3 separate regions of the Mus musculus genome follow, and all the other regions are linked to region 2. A link is a contact called in public Hi-C data. All regions are on one chromosome and are shown on one strand. Each heading gives the region's core, a stretch centred on a gene start, on an enhancer-like site or on the middle of the called end of the contact. The rest is flanking DNA. Distances are from core to core; before and after follow the strand shown.

The links. A called contact is a pair of places that touch in the nucleus more often than the background predicts.
Region 1: a Hi-C map of B cells shows a contact between it and region 2, with 6 read pairs. The contact joins the promoter of Rbms1 here to the promoter of Cytip in region 2. A contact is called at or near these places in 1 of 484 Hi-C or Micro-C datasets (B cells) and 1 of 115 datasets of contacts at active chromatin or transcription factors (large pre-B cells).
Region 3: a contact with region 2 is called in a Hi-C map of B cells, with 8 read pairs. The contact joins the promoter of Marchf7 here to the promoter of Cytip in region 2. A contact is called at or near these places in 1 of 39 promoter capture datasets (pre-B cells), 2 of 484 Hi-C or Micro-C datasets (B cells and CD4 T cells) and 1 of 115 datasets of contacts at active chromatin or transcription factors (CD4 single positive thymocytes).

The regions. Positions count from the first base shown.
Region 1 is chr2:60,879,970-60,884,013 of GRCm38.p6, reverse strand. Rbms1 (RNA binding motif, single stranded interacting protein 1) reads left to right here and starts at 2,576. Exons shown (of 14, transcript NM_001141931.1): 1 at 2,576-2,896. The coding sequence starts at 2,828. It overlaps LOC108168762 (a long non-coding RNA gene), which reads left to right. Exons shown (of 2, transcript XR_003953832.1): 2 at 1-1,048.
Region 2 is chr2:58,157,704-58,161,974 of GRCm38.p6, reverse strand. It overlaps Cytip (cytohesin 1 interacting protein), which reads left to right and starts at 1,853. Exons shown (of 8, transcript NM_139200.4): 1 at 1,853-2,093. The coding sequence starts at 1,920.
Region 3 is chr2:60,208,276-60,212,401 of GRCm38.p6, reverse strand. It overlaps Marchf7 (membrane associated ring-CH-type finger 7), which reads right to left and starts at 2,466. Exons shown (of 10, transcript NM_020575.2): 1 at 2,318-2,466. It also overlaps a transcript of Baz2b not described here.

The DNA of each region.
Region 1 (4,044 bases), core at 1,327-3,826, 2.7 Mb before region 2:
ATTGGCGAGCTCATGTTTCCAGTCCCACCCAGATCATAGGTCACTGGCCAGTCTGTAGAGTGGCTGCCCCTGGGTCAGATTCCCACAGCTTCACCTAAGGCTGAGGGTGGAGAAGGAGGTACACAGGACAAGGCTCCGCAGCACTGAATTTTCACCCGAATAGCTTGCAGGCTTTCTGGTCAGTTCCTTTAGTTTCTGATGTCTCTTTCAAAATCGACAACAATGAAAGTGGACTTTTCTAGACGGACCTCGCTAGACTCCATCCCTATAATTGCTCATGGATTATCTAGAATTGATTGTGTATGTTATATACAGAGTTTCATATTCCAGCTATTTCCCTTAAGTTTGAATTTTTGGGTTTCTGTGATCCTATTTTGAGGTTGGACTATTAATCTTTTCTTCTTTGTATAATGGCTTATAGATCTACTTCATATTTGGAGCTTTTGAACTCAAGTTTCCTTTTTTTTTAAGTACTACATGTCTATGTTTTTTCTTTTTAAGCAGTTCATGTGAAACTATAAACAGCATGCTAATTCTTAGATTCATTTTAAGTCTTAAGGTCAGTTCTCTTAATACCTCTCAGTATTATTTGCACATTCTACTAGTATCAGATTTATTTTGCCATCTCTTTAAATTTTATCATTTAACATTTTCTTATCTCTAGAGAACTATTAGACATCCAATCGAGTGCTAGCATTTTGGAATAGCACAGTATCCAATGGGTCATGACCCAGCAAGTACATCATGACTTGAGAGAAAAGCCATAAAAAAATTTAATGCTGTTCTTCTGTGGTTTCAATTGTGGTTTCCTAAGAGACCAGTCAGGACAACTGAGGTTGTACACTGGCTTTTTCTGTAGATGACTGGTGGGACTTGTGGTAATAGTGCAGAGGGTAGGATGAAGTAGGGTGTGTCTCGAGTCCTCAGGAAAAGGCATCTTCGACTTGAACAGTTGGAACTAAAACTGTCCACTTTGCATTTGTGCTGGCTCATAGTGAGGAAAGACAACAGGTCACAGCAAAAAAAAAAAAAAAAAAAAAAAAAAAAACCAAAAAAAAAAACAAAACCAATGCATGGAGTAGTAGTAGAAAAACAGTTCTGGGGTCCCCACTAGCTCACAGCCTGGCTGTGCTGTAATCTTTAAACACTTTCAAGGGCAGATATCCTGTGAATTTTAAGGTTTTACTTGCCCAGTATGCACCGAATACCCTAGCCTTTGCTGTTTTTTTTTTTTTTTTAAGTGAAAAGAATTAGGATTATGTGTGTGTTGTGGGTGTGTCTGCTTTCAATAGGCAAGACTTATTATTTCTTGTTACTTTTGCTGGAACTCTGGGGACTTTGGAAGCAGCTGACTAAGTCACCAGCAGGATTTCTGGGAAGTATAATTTTCAACTTTGTTTTCAGAAAAGTCTCTGAATGGCTACACTTTGGCTAGAAAGTTGACGTTCATAGCATCTCTGTGACAGCCAGAGTTTGAGTTCCTTCTCTTGTTAAGACAAGCTGGGATTTTTCATTGTTGTAGCAGATGGGCCTTTCCAGGAAGATGTTAGAAGCCAGGGAAGACCTATGTATGTGTACTGTGGCTGTAATCCCAGAATTCAGGAATACTTGTCAGGGACCCCGTCGCCAATTTAAAGATGGCAACCAGCCCTGGTAACCCTATCCAGAAATGGCTTGCTTGACCACCCTCTTCTGAGGCCTCCACATCAACATGTGTTCAAAGCCTGCTAGCTACATCCAGAGAGGTGACTGCAAAAGGAGCGGCAAGAGAAGCAGTTTTTATTTTTTTTTCCACTTGAGAACAAAGGAAATTACTCCTGTCTTTGTCCCTTTCTTGCCGTCTTTTTAATAACTAGGTTGAATTCCTGTATCTTCTGTCTTTTCCAGGAAGGACAGGTCTCCCCTTTGGATGGCTTATAAGGTTTTCATTGCTTTTTTGATAATGTTGTCTTGAAGGAAAACTCTTCCTCTGTGGCACAAGAATGAAATTGAAAACTTTCCCGGGTGTATTTGGGTGAGGGACTGGAAAGGAAAACACAAAAACAAAACAAAACAAAACAAAAAAAACCCACCCGTTTGCTCTACAAAAATGTAGCATGCTTATAACTGGGGGGCTGAGAAGTGTCCTGGGAGGTAGATCTGGACAGGGAAGTGAGAGTAATTATCCGCGCCTTTTCGGGACCAGGGGCTGCTGTGAAAGATGAAAGAAAAGGCGGGCCATTGGCTTCCTATCCAGGTGTTCCAGCGGTTCCCGAAGCGATGCCCTTAAAAGGGGCAGCCAAGTGGGGTGCGAAGCCACGGCGACGCCTGGCCCAAGGGCCTGGGGTGGCTGCTCCCAGGAATGTGAGGCATGCGGGGCGCCAGAGCCAACCATTGCGCGGGATGGGGGCGCCGCGCAGCCCGGGTTGCCGCCCCAGCCCGGGAGGCCGAGCGCGGGGGCCGAGGCCGGGGGAGCGGGCGCGGCCGGGCGGCCGGGCGGGCGGGAGGCGCGGGAGGGCTGGGCGCGGCACTAGGCGGTGCGCGGCTGCTTCCCCGCCCCCGGCCGGCGCGCTCTCGGGGCGGTGGTTGAGGCGGCGGGAGGTGGGGACGCGGCGGCGCTGCTCGTCCGCTGCCGCCGGCACCGCGCGCGAACTCCGGTCCATGGCACGCAGGGCGGCGGCCCCCGGAGCTGCTCGAGAGTCGCCGGCCGCGCGCGTCGCGCCGCACTTTTAGGGCGGGAGCCGCGAGCCAGTCCCCGGCCGCATCCTCCCTCCGCCTGCCCGGACAGGCGAGAGAGGGAGTTCCCGGAGCGCCGCGGCCCCGGTTGCCTCAGCTCCCCGCGCCCGAGATGATCTTCCCCAGCGGCAGCGGCCACCCCGGCGCTGCCGGCGGCTGCAGGACGCCCTACCGCAAGCAGGTGAGGCTGCCGCGCTCCCCAGGCCTGCGCCGAGCGCGCGGGGCGGTGACCCGGTTTCGGAAGGAGGCGGCGGGCGGAGAGATGCCCGGGGGGACCGGGACGGGGACTGGCGGAGAGGTGGGACGGGCAGGCGCGCGGCCAAGGGCTCCGGCGGCCCGCAACAAGTTTGGGGGTTTCCTGGAGACCTTTGTGTACAGAGGAACTGGGGATACGTCGGGGCAGTGCTTTGCATTGCACTAGGGGACCTCCAAGAAACCTGTCTGATTCATGGGGAACCCGGAAGACGTGTGTGTGTGTGTGTGTGTGTGTGTGTGTGTGTGTGTGTGTGTTCGCGCGCGCCACCCTTCTTATTTTAAAAAAAAAAAAAAAAAGACAAAAAAGAAAAGAAAAACAGGAACTTCTGTCACTTTCTCAAGGTTTTCAGAAACACAGGGAAATCCTGTGATAGAGATACTGGGATAAGCCTGAGTCATACACACGCCTTTTCCTATTCTAATTTTGTTTCATACATTTTCTAACAGATTGAACTCCAAAGGCACTTGAAAGGTTACATCCGAATCCCCTGCCTGGAAAAGGAGTGGAACTGGCAGGTTTTAGTTTCGGTCTTTTGTTTTTAACATCTTTGTTTTTGAAAGAAGGTTACTGAAGCCATGTTGTGATAAAAACCCCACAGCCTCTCAGCAGCAGCAATAACAACAACAAAAACCCTAGCTCTAAATTATGTTAAAAATGTGCAGGTCTGCTCAGAAAAGGTTAAACTCGTTTAGAGGTCAGTGACAGAATGCTTGTTGAAAAAGAAAAGGCAGCATTGCAGATCTTTTCCCTTCGTAATAAATCTCTAGTCTACACCCTCAGCCACAGAGACAGATCAATTAAGTTATCCCAGTAATGATAGCAGCAAAATGCACCCTTCCACGTAAACTGTGGTTCCATTAAGATCCAGATGTGTGGCACTGGAGCCTGCTGAGTTCTTTGTGGCGGTTTGCAGGATTATTGTTCCGGCTGTCCAGCATCAGCCCATCTGAAATGCTTCCTCGGGGTCACAAAGTACTATTTTCTATTTTACTTTCTTTGCCTCTTTTGTTTGTTAAAATTCCCCTTTAAAAGAAGTAAATAAATGTCCCTGGGTTTCAGTGCCCACGATGTCC
Region 2 (4,271 bases), core at 604-3,103:
GAGCAGATTGTCTACTGTATCCCCTTCTCACAGTAATGAAGAGGCTGAGAGGGGATGGAAGGTAAATCCTAGAGGGGGAAAAAAGCCCACAACTTCTAAAAACCTACACAGTCACACACTGCTGTAAGTCAACAATTTGGTGTCTGAAAGCTTCGTTGTCATTGAAGATGAGTCATTTTATCACAGATGACACTACTGATCGGGATATTATTCAAAGTGTGTAGTAAGTGGCACGATGCAGGCCTCAAGAATCAGAAGAGAGACCCGAACCATCATGGTTGGCCAGTTCGTAAATACATTCATGGGTGTGGCCTGACTGATGTGTATGGGCAGGGAGCAGATGTGCCTTTGTTTTTTTTTAATACTAGTGGAATATAAATGTAAATGTAGTTATTGAAAGAGTCAGCATGTTAGGTGCATTTTATGGCATATAGTGAAACATGCTTCCAGTCAATCATTAATGTCTGCAATCTACAGACTAATACCTCATAACACTGAATTTGTACAGTTACTGTTTTCATCTATAGAACTTGGCTTGATTCAATGTTTGCAAGTATTAACACATTTACCTGACTGTAAAATTCCTAGAGGAAAAAAAAAATTGTTAAGCTACCAAAGTTACCAGCACTTTCTTTTGAATTACACATATCTGCCCCCTAGAAGGATGTGTGCTTGTAATCTCCAACTTAGATTTTATATGTTTTAAGGGACATCGTCTTCTTTCTATTCTTATTCAGTTCCAACAGTAAGGAGTCATGCTGTGTTAGAGCGTTACCGTTCTCCGATCCGGCTTCCTCTTTTCATTAATTCTGACGACTTTATGACTCACACTTGGCCAGTTCTGCTTGGGTTGAACCCACTTCGAGTTCTAGTGCACGCATTCCATTCTAGCTCGGAGCTTTTCTAACTCTTGTAAACTCTAGTAGTGACCTTCCAAACGACTTTTACGTGCGTGTTTGACTTCTGTGCTATTTAAAACTTCTCCTTTTTATTTTTGCTTTGATTCTGCCTTTTACGTACTTTCCTGCTTCTGGGTGAAACCCGTTATCTTCAACTACTTGAAAAATACAAAATTTAAAAAATAAAAAAAGCAACTGTTTTCAAGTCCCTCCCCCCACCGTGATGGCACACTGCCACAGGAACCATCCTGTGTTATCTCAGCTTGACTACCCCCTTCTTTCCCACTGCTTTCTTCCCCCCTAAAGTTGTAGGTATGAGTAGCCCCAGATACGAACAATGTTCTGCACTAAATACGCTGCCTTTCCTTCCCCTCCCCGTTATGTTCTTATAAAGCTGATGGGTAATTGCGGTAAGAATAAAGCGGCATAAAGGCAATTAGGTGAATGTCAAACGGCTACAGCTCTAGGGACAGAATGCATTTTTGATGAACTTTAATGAGGTAGAGGGAGGAACACCACAAGGACTTTACCAGAGAACAACCTGGCCAGCACCTGTGACATTTACAGCCAAAAGAGTGAGTGAGGGCACAGTCTGTTAAGTGCACGGGGGTGCTAATATTAAATGAGCAAACGGGTAGGAAGCAAATGAGCGAACTTGAACAAAGTTGTTTTCTTTTCTTTTCTTTCTCTGGAAAATTCTGTTTTGAGTACCCGTAGCCATAGAGTATCAAACTCTATGTTCCGGCTGTTTGAGGGAGGAAAAGTACACTGATTTTTTTCTTTTTCTTTTTTTTTTTTTTTAATTGTAGAAAAGGAACGCAAGGTTCTCTCAGGAGCACTGGAGAGTAGGAGTGACCTCCTCTATAGGCTTTGTGCAACAGTGTCTCAAACCACAGCAGTCACATGGGTTCTGTTGGCTTTGCTACTTTTTCGACTGCGTGTCAGAGGGCTGTGCATTTCGCTTCCTCCCTCCTGCAAGGCCAGGGAACCATGTGTTGGCGGGATTAATCTTTGCCCACAATGTCTCTGCAAAGGTTTCTGCAGCGGCAGGGCAGCAATGGCAATTTGGAGTACTGTGCTGACTCTGCCTACGGCTCCTACTCCGTCCTCACGGGCCAGCTCACGATGGAAGACAACCGAAGGATTCAAGTGCTGGCAGACACTGTAGCTACTTTGCCCCGGGGACGAAAGCAGGTAAGGTTGCTGCGCTGTCTAGAGTGTTCACGTTTGCCTGACCTCTGCTGAAAGTGGTACCTGCTCCTGCGTGTCTCTGTTAACTTTGACTACCAGCCTTATTCCCCGCGCTTAGGAGTCATTTCGGTTCTTATTCAAAGGAGAGTTCTTTTCCCTGAGGAGAACCTCTGTCTACTACCCAATTAACTTAGGAGTTAATGACTGAGAGTACATGTGAGGGGGGAGGTGACATGTCTACCAGAGATAGTATCACAGTTGAAGGATAGAAAAACAGTCACTTTTTTTTTTTTTTAAAGTAAGACTCAAATATTTATCTTCATTTAAAGATGTGCTCAGGTAAAATGAAAGTTGTTGAGAACAATGAACATGAAGGTCGTTTACAGGTACACAACCCACACGATCAACACTCCTCCGTTTGTGTGTCTGTTCATTGTCTCCCTCTGGGCTTACCTCCAGGCCCCGTCAGTTCACAATCGAGAGAAGACTTCTCCTTGAACACTACCTCTGTCAGCCAAGTGAATTCTTCAGTCCTGGAGCAATGATAGAACCTTGGGCTATTGGGAAGTAGGACTATTTCGGGGAGGTGAATGGGCTGCTTGGTAGCTGTGGCATACAGAGCAAGTTGGTAGCTGCCCCCCTCACATTATGTCTTTCTGAAAAGGAAGCTATCAAACTAAACTCCATTCACTTGATTAGGTAACAGCAGAAACAACTTCCTTGAACCCTCTGCCCTTTAAGTAAGGAAATGTACAGGGCACTCAGCACTCAATAAAGGCTGTTCGAAAATTTTTATGAAATGTCTTTAGAGATGAAAACTCAACTGGAAAAGTATGTGTCTAGTGAATTTGTTCTGAATCTTTGGTCTTCCATTTGTAATACATAAGAATGAACTATATACCACTTTATGTATTTTGATCATATACTTTTCTATAAGGTCCAAGGTGTGTATTTGAATTTATATAAACAGTCATGCACAAGATGTTTAGAACTGACTTAAAACACAGCTTTGTGGCTTACTACATTGTGCATATTGTGTTCTCCTCTGAGCTCATCTAACTTCAGCATTACAAAGTTGAAGCGTAGGGGAGAGTCAGGACCTGATGTGGTGAGTGGATTCCTTGGCATTTTCCACAGTGATGAAGCTCATTTGCTAGTAGTTGATTGTCATTCTCAATCCAACGTGTTTTTATAATACAAAGTTTGGTGAACATCTGTATCGATTTATAAATGGGCAACACAGGAAACGCCAACGGGTTTACTCAGATTCTAAACAGAGAGCAGTCTGTTTCTCTTTCTATTTAATACAAAGCCATTACACCAAATTCTGATCATTTGCTATCCTACTATTTGTTCTCGGCATATATCACTTACCAGGAAAAATACTGTTAATAACTGCACCACGGAGGGAATCTTTCCAGATCTTGTTCTCAGCTCAGGCTTTACACGTTGCCAGTCCCTGCCAGGTAAATCAAACTATATGTCAGCCCTGAGGGCTGGAGAAGGGTTAGCATTAGGGGACAGTTTGAGCAGGTGTATATGTAATATGTCTCCATAAACTGTCTTAGGCTTCCTAAGCATGGGAATCCCTAATGTGGGGACACAGACTCTGGTGTGTCAGGAAAATCCAGTGTGTGCCTGTGAGAGTTGAGAGGAGGGACAGCATGTGGCCAGTTTCCTTGAGAAAATAGTGCAGTTGGTTCTTGCTATCCACAGAGCATTGGTTCCAAAACTACCATCTTTGAAAATCAAAGACCAGAGATGTTGGACTCCCTGATATAAAATGGCAGCATATTTGCCTATAAACTACTAAGACCATGTCTAATACCTAAGACAATATCACTTGCTATGTGAGTAGCTGTCACATTATAGCATTTAGAGACTGAGGGTCGAAAAGAAACATACACATGTTCAGTACAGAACATGCCATGTGTTTCATTTCTATGGAGTATTTTCATCATCAGATGGTTGAATAGACAGATTCAGAACTATGATTTGACCAGCACCTATAGCCATTGAATAATTGGTTTGAGATATTGTGGATTTTAGGAAGTTCGTTCTAGAAATGAGACAAGTAGGTGGAGGAACTTTTACTGTAGTTGGTGAAGGAGTAGACGAGGCAATGGAGAGAAACGGTAAAGACTTGGTGATCAACAGCAGTAAGAACCAAGGAGATACAGC
Region 3 (4,126 bases), core at 1,217-3,716, 2.0 Mb before region 2:
ATCTAAGAACTTTAGTAGGAACTTGTTCCTTTTTAGGTTGTGATCTAATTTGGCCCATTGCTGATCTACAGTCTACCAGCTCATGACTTAATTTGTTGCTTAAAGGTATAGCTTGATACAAGCTTATACACTCTAAGTATTGCCAGGTATTTTACAGACACACAGAAGAATGTGTCAACAAAGATAAAGATAGTTTTACTTGGGTACAACAGCTCTTTCTCCACCCCATGGCACAGGGCACTAAACTTTCTAATTTATTAATCCAAGTCTTCACTGCTAAGCTCTAACTTTCCTTCATTACCTTTCCACTGCGGAAAGCCCTGTCACCTCCCAAAACAGCACATCATCACAGCAGGTCCTAGCCAAGCCTCAGTTTAGCTCAAGCACTCTACAGTTGTCCAAGCGTGTGCCCTCTTTCCACCCCACAGTCTGTCCGTACAGTATTTACAGTAAGGAAGGCAGTAAGGTGCATGTTTACGCGTTGGTCTGATGACTAAACTGTGAGTTGTTGGAAGATGTTGCGTCAAGCTCATTCCTGCAAAGGGAAGTTCTAACCTGGTAACCAAACAATGCTTACACTACTTGATAAATTTTCCACTCGACCATTACTTTCCTAAAATATATTAAAACGTGGATATAACAGATGACAGGTGTGTGAGAGATGGATATGGAATAACATTTGACTGCATAAAGGCTACAGATGGCTCACATTCAAGTTGATTATCCAAAACCTTCATGTAGAACACAGAAAAATCTGTGAAGTTATATGAGAAAACAACCTTCCTTATTCAAGACACCTGACCTGGGTTGAGGGGTCTTGAATATAGCTCAGAGAGCAAATGCTTAGCATGCCCGAGACCCTACACTGTGTAAGACAATCTGACCCATCATGTAACTGAAAATAAGGTAATGGGGGGTACTGAATTGCATTATATACATATATGAAACTGTCAAATAATGAAAAAAAAATCTTCGGGTATGAGAGAAAGAGGAGGGCGTGAAGGAGGGAGGTGGATGGTGTACCAAACATCTAGGGCAAAACTAGAAGTGTGTGGTGGTGTTGATCTGGTGGCACAGCAATCCCGGAGCTCAGAAGGCTTAAGCAAGAGTATCTTACCTTAGAGGTGGGTCTGGATAACATCATGAGTTCAGTGCCAGCGGGAAACACAAGGTAAGAGCCCTCTAATCAACCCATAAAAACATGAAGCTATAGGGACACAACTCACAAAGTCCAAGTTTCGTTCTGACCAGAATGCTTGATGATAAAACTTGGTGGTAAATTCCTTCTGTTTGAAGTCATTAAAAATCCACAGTACAAGTATTATGCCCTGTAGTGTGCCTGCTCTGCTGACTGCTTCACACACTATCTCCTTAAAAAAGGCATCCCAGGAGTCGGGGGTGGAGGGGACTCATCTCAACTAGGAGATCTTAAGAGGTAAAATAACTATGGTCATGGCGATGCCAGAGTTTCTGGTTCCATTGCGACTGCCTCAGCACAACTGCTGCTTCTCTCACTCACACACACACACAAAAGCTCCTCAAAAGGAAATACTGACCCCATTTCGGGTTATCTTGTGAGACTACATAGGATCTACCTTTTTTAGTGAGAGTACTATTGTTTGTCAATCAGGACGGTATCTCGGTACTCACCCCTACGTTCTGGATACAAACGGGGGAGGGGGGGTGGGACTTAAAAAATAAGGACACTGAAGACAATAAAAACACACACACACAAACTACAGAATGGCGTGTGACCCGGACCCGCTCTTTAAACTGTTTTCACACTGATCGTGACGTCATGTTTATGACCCACACGGATTTCCACCCCCATATACCAACACGTACTTTTGTAGGGGGGTGGAGAAGGAGGGTGTTCACTGTAGTGGTTTCGGGGTGTGTGTGTGTGTGTGTGCGTGCGCGCTCTTCACTACGCAGTTTCTCCAAGGTGAGGGTGCATTTTACTACTCACACCTTGCGTGTCTAGAGTCGGCCCCTTACACCCGTGTCTCGCCCCGGGTCAGGAGAGCCAGCCTTCCTGCCTCACATGCCCGTGTCACGCCACTCCCGGTGCGGGGCCACCGAGAGGCCTACCTCCCTCCACCTACTCCGAGGGGACTGGGGGAAACCGACCGAAATCCCGGGTGAGCCGACCCCGCACTACGGCCGCCCGGCGCCGCAGGTCGTCGCGGGTCCCCGAGGGACGCGCACCATCTGCCCGCCCGCCCGCCCGCCCTGCCCCCGGGGTCCCGGGTGGGGGTGGGGGTGGCTCGCACTCCAGCGCTCCCCTCCCCCCCACGCCGCCGCCGCCGCTCTTTACCCTCTTCCACCGAGCACTCCGCTGCAGGGAGTGTCGCGCTCGCCGCAGCCACACCGCCGCCGCCTTCCTCGCTGGGCTCGGCTCGGCTCTCGGGCTACCGGCAGAGAAGTCGGCGACGAAGCACAATGGCGGCCGCCCCTCCGGATGCGCCGCAGAAGTGGCCGCCGCCGTTGGCAGCCCCGCCCTTCCTCCTCCCCCGCCCCCTGCGCGCTCGCTCGCCCGCTTCTCGCGAGAGCCGCGGCGGCGGCGGCGCTGGCGGCGCTGCGGGGGAGCCGGGAGCTGCGGGCGGGCTAGACGTGCCCCGCCGCGGGGTGGTGCTCTGACTGCGGCAGCCGTTGAGGGCCGCCTCGGGGGAAGCTGCGAGGCGCCACGGTAAGCGGCCGCAGACGGTCGGCGACGTGCGGGCGTGCGGGCGCCCGGAGCGGCGCGGCGCGGGAGGCCGGGCGGGCCGGTCGCCGCCCGCAGTGCGAGGGGCTTCGGCGCCCGCCTGGCTCCCGCGCCCGCCGCGGGCCCCTACCAGGCCCGCCGCTCCGGGTCCCGCCCGGCTGGTTGCGGGGGTGGATTTTGTTTTCTCTGCGCTCGGCAAGTGGCGCAGGGACTGTTTACGGAATGGAGTCCGACGCTGCCTTTCCCCCACCTCCCCTCGAGCCTCCCCGGCGCGTCCTCCCTGCCCAACCTTGTAGGATTTGACAGCTCTCCCTCCACCTACTACAGCCTTCCGATTGATTCCTACACCCTGCTGCTGGCAGTTTCCCTGGAGTAAATAAGTTGTAGCGACGGGGTATTTGGACGATCACTTCGGAATCTTAAAAAAAAAAAAAAAAAATCGGGCTTTTTAAGCTCTGAGAGCGCAGCTACAGGTTTTGCAGCAGACATTCACTTATTTAGAAAGAGCGAGGGAATCTGTGACGTAGTCTGAGGAATACGAGAAGAAACTTTCAGAAACCACGGTGAATGTGGTTAAACTAAGATGTAAATGAGGACTAAGAAATGCAAGAGAGTATGGGAAAAGCCACAAATTATGTGGCGTTTCAATGATGGACCAAACGCAAGTTGTTTAACGGTAAGTTCTTACTAAAACTTGGAAGCACAGGGAGGGCACTTGGGTTTTTAAGTGACCTATTTGATTTAAGGGTGTTTGTTTCAAAGAATAACTTGGATCTACATAATTCCACTAAGTGACTAAGTGAAATGCTACATATATATATATATATATATATATATATATATATATATACACATATGTATATATACATATATACAGTCAGTAATCATCTCTCATTTTTCTTCACTCATCACTAATAAATTTCGTACAAACTTAAGGGTTTTGGGTTGTTTTTTTTTTTAATTTTGTTAAAGTTGACACCCAGGTGTCATCCTTTTAGGGCATGTAGTAGACAAAGTGTCTGGTAAAGGATAAAATTAAGTACAGATTACTTTTGAGGAGATGTAATTTGTCCTTTTAAGAGAAATAATTGTTCCATTCTGTTTGGCCGTGTAACACCCTTAAGAATCAGAATTCATGGGTTCATATCTCAGCACTTTGTCTGATTACCTTTGTCTTCAGCAGTTCTTTAATGTTGCCAAGAATTCCTTAACCCAGGCTTCTTCCTGTGGGTTAGGGAACCCTAATCCGCCATGCTCCCCAAACTTCATGGTGGTGTTGAAGGGATTAAATGAGGGGATCTGTCAGTTCTTAGAACATAGCAAGCGTTCCATAATTGTTAACAGTTACGTTATGTGTCTAAGCCACCATTCGGCCTTTCTGGAACTGAACCTTGTGGAGACCCCTTGAACATCTTTCCCAGT